Regions from separate parts of the Gossypium arboreum genome. Here region 1 is linked to region 2. Evidence: chromatin contacts called from public Hi-C data. All regions are on one chromosome and are shown on one strand. Each heading gives the region's core, a stretch centred on a gene start, on an enhancer-like site or on the middle of the called end of the contact. The rest is flanking DNA. Distances are from core to core; before and after follow the strand shown. Region 1 holds the start of LOC108469241 (FCS-Like Zinc finger 3-like). Region 2 holds the start of LOC108453450 (pentatricopeptide repeat-containing protein At1g02150).

The links. A called contact is a pair of places that touch in the nucleus more often than the background predicts.
Region 1: a Hi-C map of leaf shows a contact between it and region 2, with 2.7 times the contacts expected there. The contact joins the promoter of LOC108469241 here to the promoter of LOC108453450 in region 2. A contact is called at or near these places in 2 of 5 Hi-C or Micro-C datasets (both in leaf).

Annotation. Positions count from the first base shown.
Region 1 is chr8:132,797,232-132,802,547 of ASM2569848v2, reverse strand. LOC108469241 (FCS-Like Zinc finger 3-like) reads left to right here and starts at 3,489. Exons shown (of 2, transcript XM_017770133.2): 1 at 3,489-3,797; 2 at 3,890-4,261. The coding sequence starts at 3,685. The coding sequence ends at 4,052.
Region 2 is chr8:132,590,787-132,595,686 of ASM2569848v2, reverse strand. LOC108453450 (pentatricopeptide repeat-containing protein At1g02150) reads right to left here and starts at 2,121. Exons shown (of 3, transcript XR_001866558.2): 1 at 1,625-2,121; 2 at 1-686. LOC108450876 (probable WRKY transcription factor 12) reads right to left here. Exons shown (of 4, transcript XM_017748643.2): 4 at 4,543-4,892. The coding sequence ends at 4,730.

The DNA of each region.
Region 1 (5,316 bases), core at 2,240-4,739, 210 kb before region 2:
TGGCGATTCATCTTTGTTTAATCATCATAAGCCCAAAACATAGCCCATTTATACTCCATGGATATATGCTTTTGTCCTAAAAGAAAACCTGGAAATAGGAAGTTAATTAATGGGACATAATAGAAATTATGGGTCAAGTGTTTAGTATAGTCCCTGCACTACTCCATATGCACATGCTAGAAAAGGTTTATATATTGTTGGAATCTAAAGTGGTTAATTGCTTGAATCGATTAAGTTGAATCTAAAGTCGTTATTTACATAGTTTAATTTTTTACGTTTGTGGAGTCTAACTCAATAAGTAATCCCACTATCTTTTAACCCACAAAAAAAAGAGAGTAAATTATGCTCTATCACTCCCTAGTATAGAGACCTCACCTTTGTACTTAAAAATTAAAACACTCACCTCTAAACTTTTCTCTTGAGAATTTAGATTGTAAGCACAATCTGTTTGCACTTCAATTCCATTCAAAAGTACATTCCTAAATGAACATATAGTACATAAACCTAAACAAGTTTTTCAAATATATGGGTGTTCAAGACTTGATAATATACTAGAGATCAACAACAATTCAATCCCTATTAAATAGGGAAAATACAATATATTGATAAAGTGCAATGTAAAGTAGAATTTTTCGAGATATGTCTTCAATATAATCTTAATCTAATCTCCATATTTTAAAGGATTCGATTGGTTAATCCTATTCAATCAAATCTTCAAAAATTTGTTGCTCCACAATATGAATCTTCAAATATGAGCCAATACACATTCACAAAATCATTGAAGTCATTGCCCAAGTGACGTGGTTGAAAAGATTTCCAATTCCACATAAGACGAGTTATGTTGCCCATCGAAGTGCTAGATTGAAGTGGTCACTTCCACTGGTCTTTTGACATACACTTCAAAAACACTTTCCTTAACAATAAAACCTCTATCAAAGTTGGTCAAGACTTCCATATTTTGAGCACAATTAATAATTTTTTCTTCACAAGGTAAGCTTTAATCTATCTTGATATGCTCAAATATCATCAAATCAATTATCTTTAATATAAGGCTACACAAGATTATAAAGTCAACTTATATCTTCTTGGATTGTATATCCCAGTGTACAAGGTAAGTAAATAACATAAGAATCCTTGAAAAGTAATCTTGTTTTATTCAATCTCTTCTCTAGTGATAAACATGAGATTGGCTGCATAAAATCCTCAAAAAGAGATAAACAAATCATCAAAATATTTTGATCAAACATGCCAACAAATAAGACAACTTATATGTCTCACACAATGATGATGAAAATGATCATTTCCATCTTCCATTAGCCACTTCGAAAACTTGCCTCAACATATATATTGATAGTCTTTTAAAATTTAACATCTAATTATTATATTTTAATTTTGAGAGATTTTATTTAAAAATCTACCTTTCATCCAATTTTGCCGGCATGGCAATTATAGAAAAAAGGAATAATAACTTTATAGCCATCAACATTTATAATTTTTTATGAATTTGGTGCTTATTCTTTAAAAGTTATGTACATAAAAAAAAATTTCATATTTTTTTATAAAAATAAAAGGTTTAAATTCTTACGGGTTGATTTTCATCATCAAGCTGATTGTGGAAAACCCAAAGTCCATCTATGGTAGCAATACCATACAATGGAGATGAAATTGTGAATGAAAGAAAATGAGAAGCAAGCGAGTGAACATGGAACAGTGACACTTAAAAGTCATGTATTTTTAGGCATTTCACATCTTCCATGGTTGGAGAATGAGGGTATAATGGCTTGGAATGCGAATATGAGGTCGATCGAAGTAGGTTCTCGAGGTTGGCTGAAAATGATAGGGCCTTGGAGGCGGATTGTGGAAGAGCTGCTTCGGTGATTGCCATAGGTGAGCTTTTGAAGTAAACTTGTGTTATGGGATCAATTTTTTTTTTTTTTTTTGGTTATGCCTTTTATATATACATCTAACGAATTTTAATTGGGCATTGGGCGAATGTAAGGCGGGCCAGCAGTGACTTTCACCCTAATAAAAAGAAAAATTGTCTTTTAAGTCTTATTAAATTTTTTAAAGAATTATAAATTATTAATGATAAAAATATATTTTAATCTTTACAAAATTTATAATTCAAAATTGACCCTTTTCAATTAATGTTCTGGCTTCGCTCCTACTTTGAAGACAAATTTTTTAAATAATTTTGGTGAAATTTAAGTATAAATTTATTATTTCTTAAAATTATATTTTTATTTAAAATATGAAAATATTAATTTTTTTATTTTTGAGTTAATATATATTTGCCTCCTAAACTTGTTCACTTGGTACCTAGTTGATACTTGAATTATTAGTTTTGGATTATCACCGTTAAATTTTGTTGATGTGGACGAAATATGATAACCTCATATCATGACACATGACAAGCCCTAATAAAAAAAATTAAAAATATTTTACCTTTAAAATAAATCTGGACATATGATTATCCAAATTCATTTAACTTGAATAACCATTTGCTCAAATTCATTTTCAACTGAATTTTAGTAAACTTTATATATATATTTTATAAACTTGCAACTTTCCTATATTATTACTTTGAAATTAAAGGTACATAAAATATATATTTTTAAAAATATACCTATATAAATTTGTAACTTTAGGTGAAAATGAACAATTATTGTTCAAATTTCAATTTGTACAAGTTTAAAAATGTGATTTTGTGAAGGTTGGTTAACTAAAGAGATGACCCGAGAGAAATAATTTGTTTAGAGTAACCTTGAAGTTTTCAAGAGCTGGTCCATTCATCATTGTTAAAAGAGTATTTATAGGAGAGATTCTCTTGTCTACAAATGTGATGTGGAAGGATAAATACTCAGTCCTACTAAATTTATAAAGAATATTCATGAGCGTGAAGGATGTGCACCATGAGATCCTATTCTGTTATATATTCAATCAAGACGAGTTTGTTATGTCTAAAAATGAGTGCATTAGAAGCGATATAACTTATTATCAATAAGTGAGAGGTTGGCTAAGAGTAATTATCTAACAGATAACGAAAGGATATTCAAATTTCCGTTAACTCATTTTCGTCCGAATCAATATTTTATAATAGAAATAATCCATCTAGAAAACCCGCATTAACCAAGCCGTCCAGTAATTTTTGAGTGTAACATTCGTAATAAATACATGGTGGTAAATATAGAAGAGAATCTTTTGGTGATTAAAATACTTAAAAAAAAAAATATTCATGGGTGACGTAAACCCCATTTAAGTAATTGGTAACGAGACACTTACACATCCAACCATTCACCCTTATTTTTAATTTGATTTGATTCTTATGCATAATCAACAGACCCTGACACTTTAATTAATATATTTATAAATTGTATCCCTAATTAAGCTTTTTTTTTTTTAAAAAAAAAACCAACCCGCTTTGATCCGTTTTACAACCTTTCCAATCAACGCCTAACACCTTCCCATTTGTTTGGGCTACATAGTCCTTACTGTACTCCCTGTACTGCCTGATTGCACCAACTCAGAATCCAAGCTATCACCTCCGTTTGCTTTATATATACCTGCCAAGCTTTGACGCCCATCAACTCACTCTTTTATTCTCTTCCACCCTTTTTCAGCTACCAGCGCCGCCCTCAGCTCAGGCCCTACTTTACGAAATTCAACAAGTAGCAAGCAGTTAATATGTCGGGATATTATTATTACTCAGGGTGCCCAGATCAGTACGGGGCTCACTATCTGGATGCCTGCTCCGTTTGCGGCAAATCGCTTCATAATTCCGATATTTTCATGTACAGGTTTGTTTGCTCTTTAGTATTGATTTTAAAATTCGGATCGTGTTTGAGTATGAAATAATCTTGTTTCCTGATGGGTATTTTTTCAATTGCAGAGGGAATACACCGTTTTGCAGTACAGAGTGTAGACAAGAACAGATGGAGATGGATGAAGCCAGAGAAAAGAAATTGAAATTTGGTAGATCACATAGGAAATCGGATTCCAAGACCTCTACACCCAACAAAACTGTTCGGACGGGAACTATTACGGTGTCGTAGTACATATTTGCTTATCTTTTTCTGAGTAGGGTGATAATGGTATCATCAATTTTGCAAAAAGAAAACGAGAAACAAGATAAGGAAAAAGAAAACCTTGAATGGAATTTTGTAATATCGTTTTTTATTGGGGTTGAGGGTTGATAAGGGAGGAAGGGGGAGGTATCAGATTGTGCAGTTTTCATCAATGAAAAATATTCAGAGATCTATAATTTCCGGTATTCCTCTGAATTGAAGCTAGCTTTTAATGATCTGATACTCGAAAATCATATTAAAGTGTAACTAAATTTGAATGAAATCGTAACAGGCAAAGTTTTGTGCCCATCACGATATTAGAATTTAAATTGGGATTAGCAAAATGGGTCTGTTTTATTAAGCAAATGAGAAAAAAAACTGATATATCAGTAATTGGTAAATGCAGTGAATCTGTACATCGTTGAACGGTATATTGTCTTGAGCAAATGCTTTTTGGTCGGATTGAATGGACCCTGCCTCCTACTTACTTTTCACTTGTTTTGTCCCATTCAATCATCCCTTTTCACCTTATATGGCTTTTTACCATGCTTTCATTACCATTTCCATCGCTTATTTGACAAATATTAACATTATTTAACAAATTACAATATAATAATTTAGCTCTACCATTTTCCATGGAAATGGAATATATTTAAGGCTATTTTAATATTGCTTTTAATGGTGTTATTAAAAGTGTTTTTAAAAATTTAATTTAAATTTGAATGTTTATTATTGTTATCAAAAAATAATTTTGAGAAATAAAATGTTTATTTTAGACATGATATTACTAAGTAATAAATATGTATTTAAATAATTTTAAATTAATACTATTATTATATTTTAGTAGGAATATAAAAATAATTTATTATAACTTGTTGTTGATATTTTAATATATGAAATATAAATTTTAAATATTTTAAGCAATAAATACTAATTATTTATAAAATTTAATTAAAATATATAAATTATATTTTAAATAATTAAGTATAACCATTAAATATTTGTAATTAGATACTAACACATTTGTATTATTTTAAAAATACTTTTTTATTTTTAATTAATGATTATAACACATTTGCAATTTAGCACCAAGAAAGAAAAAGAAAAGTATCATACTGTTGGAGGGGTGAAAAAATAATTAAGCATCAAAAGTGTTTTCAGTAGAGAAAAAGCTAAAAATTTTAGCTTCTCCTATTCAAAAGCTAAAATTTCAGTAAAAAATAACTTATTTAACACAATTTTTCTTTTAAAA
Region 2 (4,900 bases), core at 872-3,371:
TGATAACCCAAATTTGGAATACTGGGGAAAATAGATTTGTAAACCTTCCATATCCGATACACCTCCTCTTTATTACCAACAGTACCATAAAGTGTAATAAGGTAATGATATGGTATACGATCCCGACCGGTGATCCTACTCTCTACATTTCTCAAGCATTCTTCAGCTTTTTCAGACAGTCCCATCTTGATATACATGGTAGCCATTGTGCTAAATGTAGTCCAGTTTGGATTGATACTCCGATCTTCTTTCATCTGCTCATATACTTGTTCCATTCTTTCCACATATCCTTGGGATCCACAAGATGACAACCAGATGTTATAGGAATATATATCTAGACGTACGTTTTTTTCCATCATTTCAGAAATCATTGACTCAACTTTATCATACTCCTTAAGGTTCATATATAGAGTCATCATCACATTAAACGGAAGGGGATGCAAGGCATAACCTTTATTCCTCATATTGTCAATTAAAGATTCTGCCTTTTCTTGCATTCTTGCCCGCACATAGGCATTCAGAAGGGCCCCATAGATTCTCTTGTCCTTCAAAGTATCAGGGAGTTGAAGGAAGAAATCTTCGGCACTTGAAACTCCACGCACCTTAGAAATAAGGTCTAACTGAATTGCAGCATCACTAGCAGAAAATCTAAACCTCTCTCCTCTATTGTTCATCCACTCATACACCTGTACAATTTTGGAAAAGTTTTTAAAAATATGCCTGATGGAAGTACATCAACAACTCTACTGAATAAAAGCGATAACTAATTTTAACTTCCCTAAAACAAATTGACAATTCTACCAGGCCATCCACTACAGTGATCAACAACAACAACGTCTACTTAGCCTTTTACTGTGAACTAGGCTCTGATAAATGTACAACAATTCGCTATTTTGCCTTAATTTTACAACAGACTTGCAATCATTCTAAATTCAGCATCCAAAAATATCACCAAAATGTGCAAATACAAGATAAAAACGATAAATCCTACACCATTGATAAGTTGAATAATAATTATCTTCATTTCACTATGCTTTATAAGAAGAAACAGAAAATCACTCACAACATTGTGTATCTTTTTGGTTGTTTAGGGCACCTCCTATGTCAATTAAGATAGATTCCTCAACTTATTTTGAAGGAATATTAAGAGCTATGCCTAAAAAACCTGTTGCATCAACTGTAAAATATTCTTTGGTCCTACTTAAACCCCAAACTGTGTCTCAAACTCAAAGAGCATTCATCAATATTACCTTACCCCTGTAACTATAGCTTGCAGCAAATCCATCATCTAGACAAGACCTTCAGTTCAGGTGATTCATTGAAATGAAGAGACTGAGAAGGTTCATAAAAAAGGCTTTAACTCCACTCTCTAATGTAATAGGTTCATGTAGCAACCAACAAAGAATTCAACTTTCACCAATAATAACACATACAAATGCAATTCAAAACACCAAAGCACCTAAAGTTAGGGAAGAATTAGATTGCCCAGTAATTATTAAGTAAATTATAGAGTCAAGCAATCGCTGTCTACAACAGATTGCCAAAAAAAAAAAAACCCAGAAATCGAAACACACTAGAAGAGAACACAAAATTCCCTCCTTTTATTTTTTTTTGTTGGGTTTACCTCAAGTGCTTGCTTGAAACGCTTGTACTTCCTTAACTCCTTGACAACCCTACAAAGCTCCCACTTGGTGAGCTTCCTACCTCCTTTTTCCCACTCATTCAACACAGAGGCAGAACCCAATTCAGGGTTTTCCATGAGCGATATTTTCTTATATAGAGCGTTCCATTTGACCATGGGCCTTCTTTCAAAGTCCACGGTCCCATAGCTATGGACTTGAGATATGGAACACGTGATCGGCAGCTTCTGAAAACTTGGGGTTCTGGAAAGGATAAACTTGGGAATCCGGCATGGGAGCTGCCGAGAGTAAGAATCGGCTGAGGAGATCGAAACACGGTGATTCAGCAACGATGAAGGCTGGAGAAGCATTTTCTCTTTTTTTTGTTTGTTTGGCTAAGGGAAGGGTTTAAGGGATTACGCCCAAAAGTGAGAGTGAAGTGGCAGATATTTGATTACTTACCGAGCTTGAAGATAGAGTTCGGGTGAAATTACCTTTATATCCCTCTTTATCAGGCTTCTTTTTCGCGTTTCTAAAGTTTAAATTTGATGATCAATGTTTTGGGGTGCTAAAAAGAAGTTGTATTATTGAGGCTTCTTATTCGGGCCCAATACTTGTTGTATTATTGAAGTATCCGATTTCGAAGGTTTGTCCCATTTTTTTAGAGGACTTAGATAAAAAATTATTAAATATATAAAATAAGTTTAATAAAAATTTAGATCAAATTTAAAATATGAACCGATATCGAGCTTAAATATTCAAAACTTAATTTTGACCTGATTCATTTTCATCATAAAAGTTAAATTATTCAAAATATCAAACAAAAGTTAAACTATTTTTTTTAAACAATTTCATTATATATTGTGATAAGAGTTCAATGATAGAAATAACCAAGACTCATCTCAGCTACAGTACAAATAGAAGCCGATCCTCTTTCATTTATTTCTTTGTATTCTCTTTCATATTCCATTTCTTCATTCCCTTCTATGTGACTCTCTAAAGTTCATTCAAGTGATGTGCGCAATACAAAGTTTTCGGTATAAAACCCTTGTTGTTCATCCTATTATCTCGGCTCGTCCGAAATAAAATAAATAAATAAGTCTCTTCAAAAATCTAGAATTGTATTGTCTTTTATTTCTTTTTATTTATTAGCCTATCCATAAGAATGCGAATGAAACCTCAATTCCTCTAATTGAGCTAGAAGAGAATGTACAAATATTCCTTGAATATTCCAAGTTGTAATTAGTTTCTTATCATTCAATGAGGGTCCCTTATCCAATTTTCAGGCATTAAGATACGTTTCAGTCATGGTTGATTTTCATAAGAGATTCCCAACATGTCATAAGATTCTCGTTCTTGAAAATCCAAATCATAATCTAATCCTATCTGCTATTTTTTAACACAATATTTAAAACTACTTATAGTCCCTTTCCAATTCATAAATAGAAGGATAATGTGCTTCAGCGCACTTGAACCCAGGTCCTCTTATATTGGCAACAATACTCATGCTAATCGAGCTAAAACTTAATCGACAAAAACTAAATATTTTTAAAAGAGATGAAGTAAGAATTTTTTAAATCTCTACTGTCACATTTCAAATTATATTTTCTTTTCTTTTCAAATAAGTTAGTCATTTATTTTATCTCAAAAACTAAATCAAGTTTATAAAAATATTTTATATCATTTTTAACTATTTAAAAAATATTGCCCTTATAAGCCGCCCTTCAAAAGTTTGGCTCAATTTTAACACTTAATCTACCATACATAAAAAAATTATTATATATAAATCTAAAGTATTAAAATTAATATTTTCAATAATTTAATTTTTTAATGTGTTTAATAATTTACAATAAAAATTACAATTGAAAATTAATATGTGCAATAGTTTAATTTTTAACATGGTTAATAATTAGCAATAAAATTACTAGATAGATAGAAATTTTTCTACAAAAAATTTGGAAAATGATAAGTAGATAGAATCTACTTATCACTTAATACATAATAAATTCAATTATTTTTTTATTCCATTTCATTTTAGATTATATTATCCCTTATCAAAAATTTAATTATACTAAATATTTAATTTTAAGTAATATATCAAATAGATTTTCTTACTTAAATTTAGGATTTAATTTTTCAATACTTATTTTTCAACACTAAGAAGAATTTGTTGCTTTCCCATATTATGATTCTAATGGAATATGATTACATGAAATATGGTTTATGAGAATGTCATTGTCAAAAAGTTACTTTACAACGTTTTATTGATTAAAATTCTAAAAAATTACATTAACACATTTGGCATGCTCACCACTTTGTTGGCAATGTAATAGTATTTGTACAAATTTATTCTTATTAAATAAAAATATAGTATTTATATATTTTATTTTCAATAATTTTATTATTAATAAATATTTGAATAATAATATTTATCATTAACAAATATTCAAATTAATCCACGAGATATGATTTGTTCACATTTTGGTTGAATCTAAATTCATTTAAAAATGACTTGTATGTTAATGTAAGATTGTGAAGATGTAAATTTTACAAAATTTTCTCGATATATGACTTGAAATTCATTTACATGGGAAAGTAACTTTCCATCAATTATTCAAGGAATTGCTTTCCATTGTTTATGGAAAATACGTCTCAAAGAAATTTTAAAATAAACTAATTTTTACATATTAAATATTGGAATCAAATTCCCACCAATTAAATTTAGTTGAAAAGGACGTACCAAACATATTCTTACTTTGAACTCTCAATTTTATATCCATTTCATTAGATAATAATTATCAAGACGAATTATTAATTCAAACAATTATTATTAGGAAATGTACAACTCTTAATTTCTTTTAAGATTAAAATATCTTTTATGTCTGAAAATAATTTTTTCAGAATTCGTAAAAAGAAAGAAACAAAGAAAAGAGACCTATCATTGATGAAGTGTTTATAAAATATTTACAATATTGATCTCAAGAAAGGAGGGTGAAACTTGAAAACAAGGACTGAAGCTATAAATTTAGTGATCTAAACCACTAGGATAAACCAACTAAACAAAACCATAATAATAACTTAAAATCGTACTTGTGTATGAAAAAGATGAATTAGAAAGAGGAAAAGGGTTGATGGTCAGAAGAATTAGAATCATGAGAGGGAGAGTGGTTGTGCCTGCCTTCGTAAGTAGTAATCACCATTCGACAATCCTCCGATAATCTTTCAACCCTCTTCTTCACTCTGCAATTATTCTGCGTACACCGATAGTAACTCCTGCCATC